Linked DNA regions of Gossypium hirsutum: region 2 is linked to region 1. The links are chromatin contacts, called in public Hi-C maps. All regions are on one chromosome and are shown on one strand. Each heading gives the region's core, a stretch centred on a gene start, on an enhancer-like site or on the middle of the called end of the contact. The rest is flanking DNA. Distances are from core to core; before and after follow the strand shown.

Region 1 (2,520 bases), core at 10-2,509:
GTCAATCAAAATGGGACATAATTACTAATAACTTTACCTATATAGGTATAACATGATTATGGTACAATTGATATACGTTTGATCGGAGCAATGATGGATTGAGGTGATCATATCTTCTATCTACAGTTGTACTTTGCTTCTTCCTTTAATTTGTTTTGGTGTGTTAGGATGTAATGGTTCATTGCTTCCTGTTTAGGTTTACTTTTGTTATCTTTAGAGGTGGTTAAAGTGAAAAAAAAGAAGGGGAAAAAACATTGGGAAATGATGGAAGCAAAGCAATAAAAAAAAAAGTAGATGAAGAAAAGAAGAGGGTAGTGGGTATAATACATCTCCATCTCTTAACATTTATTTGCTAATCTTTGTTACTTTATGGTGTCAATTCCTTTTTGACATTTTGGCAAATAAATATTTCCACTTTTTCTTTTCAATGTGAATGTGTTTGGAAGGGAACGATGACAATCAAGTAGGTTAAGGGATGTTAAATATTCTCAAACATTAGTGGGGCTTACCCATTCATTTATGACTTTTATCAATAATTTTTTGATATAATATATATAAAATTATTCATAACCTCTCCTCGACATTTAAATAAAAAAATAAACATATTTCGGCGTGATCAAATTCACGTTTTTCTGTACTAACTATAATAACAATATCATCCAAGCCTTAATTTGATCCACATTTCATCCATAATTTTACTAGTTTTTTTTTTTGTAATTGTAATATATATTATTTGAGTTTTAACTCAAATGATACGTATATTATATAGATTTTTGCTGGATTGATTTCTCGTGTTCTTATGGTAGTCTTTACTAATAATAAGATTTAAACAATAAAATGGTACTTAAACTATACTAGTTTTCCCAAATTAATATCTTAACTTTCTTTTGTCAAAACTAATACATAAGCTATTAAATAATTATCTATTTTACCCCAACTATTAATCCTGTTAGAAAAAATATGTATCTATTTTTTTTTTCAAAATATTACTAAAATAGCAGCTCCTTCCTCCCTTTCCTTCTTTGCATCATTGCCTCACCACTGGACCCTTACTTCAGTCGTTTTGCTTCCATTGAAGAACTTGAAAGCTTCAGCCATTGAAGCTAAAGTTCTAGTATGTGGTGGTGCTCCTAAAGGATCTTGCCTTCAATCTTTAAAAGGTATTTTCATGGCTGCCTTGGATACATGTGCTCGAATTAAAATAATTGACCCGAATCTAGAATGGGCAATGGAGACTATGCCTTTAGCTAGAGTCATGGTGACATAGTATTGCTTCCAAACAACAACGTCTGGCTCATCAACGGTGCCGAGTTGGGGACAGCCGGATGGGAACAGGGCCGGGACTTAGTTTTGAGTCCGATTTTGTACCGACCCTAAAATGATATTGGCTCACGGTTCGAGATTCAAAACGCAACCACTATCCCTTAGATGTACCATTCCACAACGACGTTACATTGTGGCGGAAGAGTTTTAGTCGGCGGAAGCAATCCCCACACGTTTTACAATTTCATCGGCATACTTTTCCCTATTGAACTAAGCTTAGAAGCATTCTCGTCCGCGTACATAGATACTAAATTCGACAACTGGCGAGGCTGCGACCAACCATCATTGCAATGTCAATTAACAAGTTGTAGTACTATTTTAAAAAAAAAAGAAAGATATTTACGTGGTAAGTAGTAAGTAAGTGGAATTTTTTTTCTTAAGCGGACTAACGGGTGGGATAAAATAAATAAAAGTTTAATAGTATAGATACAATTATGACAAAATAAAAATTTCAGATATCAATTTAGAGAAAGTGTTATAATTTAGGTACTTAAGCCTAATAATAAAATGGGATTTGGTCAAAGTCTTAATGCAAACAGAAGTGAACGTTGTCCGTCAAGTATCAAAAGCACCCATCCCAATGCCATTCATGGATGTTTTTTTTATACATTCAAGTGCTTTTTTTTTTATTTTACTATAATTTTAAAAATTCACATATCGGTTATTTTTTTTATATAATGCCTAAAATTACTCATAACTCTTTCTCAACCTTTAAATAAGAACATTTAAACTCATGTCTTCTTATACTGACAATAATATTAATGCTAACTGATCAATATATGTATGAGAGAAATAAAGAATGTCTCATATGGATAAATTGAATTATATTATTTTGTAGAATTAATAACTCAAAAATAATATTTAATTATTATACTATTTGTAAACTTGCAAGTAAGTATTTAACTAATTTATGACTTTTATTTTATCTTTATTATTAAAATATATATAAAAAAAAACTATTAGTGAATTTCACCTGGAATTTTTTTGTTTGAAGTTGCAAAATTTTCAATCAACTTTTTTATCTTGCTCGGGTAAAAACTTTAAAACCCTAGTATGGCACCGACAAATTGGAGGTGTTTGGAATGCAAGAAAACCCATTAATTGTAGACTAATAATTAAAAGGTAGGCATAGAAAAGAAATTGTAAACATTAATGTTAATTCATGTATAAATTTGGAAATTGGAAATAGTTTTTGTG
Region 2 (2,520 bases), core at 10-2,509, 120 kb after region 1:
ATATTTTCTTGTTTGATTCCCAAGGTCCGAGTAACGACCCAACCGTACAAACCGGTTACAAAGTGAATTAAACCTTTCATATTGGAAGACTTGATCAAAGGAAATAGGGTGCAAGAGGTCAATTTCCTTGTAGAAAAGTGAAGCACTTAAGCTAGGCATCAAAAGAGTTCGGTTCAACATTCTAGCTGTTAGACAAGCTCTTGCAAATGCTATCTTCTGATTGTTTAATCCCCACACAATTTGAGGAACTTCCAAGAACTTATCTCCACGAATCCCTTCATGAGATTCCAAGTGTAAAGAGGGGCTTAGAATCAAGCGTAGGTTATTCGACTTGATCACACCGTAGCCAGAAAATGAATGAAGAAAGATAGCTCTGAAAAACAGAGCAATAGTGACCAAAGCAACGCAACATTTGCATGTTAAAGGAGTGAAAAAGCAGCCGAATAACCTCGAAAGCTTACAGGTAGAGGACAAGTCCATTTATAATTCACAAAATTTTACATCCTTCTCATAACCAACCTCATTGAATAGGAGAATTTAACAACGGGTTTAGCACATACCGAGTCTTATAATCACTACAACCTTGGGAATTACAGGCATCTAGAGTTGAGAAGACATCAAAAAGGTCACTTGGATATCACAATCTGCATAATTCATAAAAGAAATTATCATCAGAATCCATTTAAGCAAGACGAAATAAGAGATTGGATGATGATGAACGCCAAAAGAAAACCCTGTCTACCATATTTTTCAAAAACAAAAAAAAAAAAAAAAGAGAAGGAGAGACGGAAGAAGATGATGAAGTTGGCTAAAAAGTTTACCTTGCTGTGGAATCTGCAAGTAGAGACAAAAGGAACTTGAATTTCGAGCAAGACCCAGGATTGAAAAAGACAACAAATTTTAAACAAAGAACGAGAAAGTGATGATCATGCATGGGAAAGAAATACAGAAAAGGCTGAATTCACATGAACCAAAATCAAGCCAATCCATGGCCATCACCATCATATGACAACCAAGAATGGATCAAGACATGATTAAAGACAACATGTCTATTTTCTTTTTAATAATAGATTAAAAAATAATATGTGAAAGATTCAAAAGAATGAATTGAGGACAATAAACAAGAATAAATGTTGGAAAATAGGATGGTATAGTTGTGGGAAAATTGCCAACAGAATGGAAGTGCAAAGGAGTCGGAAGGCTGAGGAAATAATATGATCATTGATAAATGCCCTTTAACTGTCTCATTAGGTCAAATCCAAAACAAGGATTTACTAAGATGATCGTTATCTATTAATCAAATTAATTGAGAAATTATTTGTTTTATAAAATAATTTTATATTTACAGACAAATATTAAAACTATATATAATATCTAATGTTATACAAAAACTTTATAAATAAAATTTTGATTTGATTTGATTTTCACAGATCACTAACAATATTGTCGAATTAGCATCATTTTACGTTTATATATTGCATACACAAACATTTATATTAATCCAATTTGAATATACATGTATGTATTCATTTCTTTAAATGTTAATAATTGAATCAAAATTAAATTTCATAAATTCATATGAACCACAATTCAAGTTTCTTGTGTATAATTACTTTAAATTAAATTTCATGTATCAAATTACACATTAAATCAACTTTCATGAATAATTTTGAGATTTATCCCAAAAATTTATCATATTTATAAATAAAAATTTTTATTCTTTCAAAAGACTTTTGTTATAATAAATTTATAATAAATAAAAATATTATATTTTGTAGAGAATTACTTCATATTTAAATTATTATTTTTTTCATTAACCAAAAAGTTTAATATAAAATATATATATATATAACACTTTAGTTTTAAATAGAAAAAATACTGGGTTCAAAGAATCTTTTCAACAGACTAAAATATAATTTATTGTTAATTATATTATTATATTGACATTAAAATAATATTCTTTTAGAATTATTAAATTTTGAATATTAAAAATTATTTTATTAAAGATAAATTTATATTACTTATCAACATTAAATTATATTTTCATATGACTTAAGATTATCCATATTTTCTTATAAAAAAATATTCATTCATTTTTTAGTTTAACTTTTATTGGCATTTTAATAAGATAAATGGTTAGTGTTAGAGTTGTGTGACTCAAATCCTATTAAAGAAATAATACAATGCTAAAATTAGGGTATATGTATAGGGCTTAAGGCCGAGGGCCGAAGTAGAATCTGTATAGAACTACACTTTGTCTATTTGACATTGATTAGAATAAGGTTTTTCAACCTTTAAATAGATTTAATCGAAACTCCTCTTATATTGTTCGATTTTACATTAGTAAATTTTCTTCTCCTCTACTGTAGTTTTTTCCCGAAAGGGTTTTCACATAAAATCTGTATAGCTTATTTTTCTTTCTTATTGCTTTGCAATCATTCTATATTATCATTATCGATGTTCAATTTTAACATAACATTATTTCAATACATCAATATTTTTAAGTAATTTCATTTAAAT

Evidence for each region. Hi-C and Micro-C count contacts between places; a contact is called where the count stands out from the background.
Region 2: a contact with region 1 is called in a Hi-C map of fibers, with 2.3 times the contacts expected there. The contact joins the promoter of LOC107901857 here to the enhancer-like site in region 1. A contact is called at or near these places in 5 of 34 Hi-C or Micro-C datasets (fibers, leaf and seedling).

The regions. Positions count from the first base shown.
Region 1 is chrD06:52,994,807-52,997,326 of Gossypium_hirsutum_v2.1, forward strand. No RefSeq gene overlaps it. Among protein-coding and RNA genes, the nearest start is that of LOC107901862, 8.1 kb to the left of the region's middle. Within about 2 kb of position 1,260, at least 4 of the 9 cell types and tissues checked have an H3K27ac peak or open chromatin away from gene starts, as enhancers often do. A contact at or near this core is called in fibers, where this site is marked.
Region 2 is chrD06:53,118,706-53,121,225 of Gossypium_hirsutum_v2.1, forward strand. LOC107901857 (O-fucosyltransferase 23) reads right to left here and starts at 1,260. Exons shown (of 2, transcript XM_016828016.2): 1 at 822-1,260; 2 at 1-644. The coding sequence starts at 480.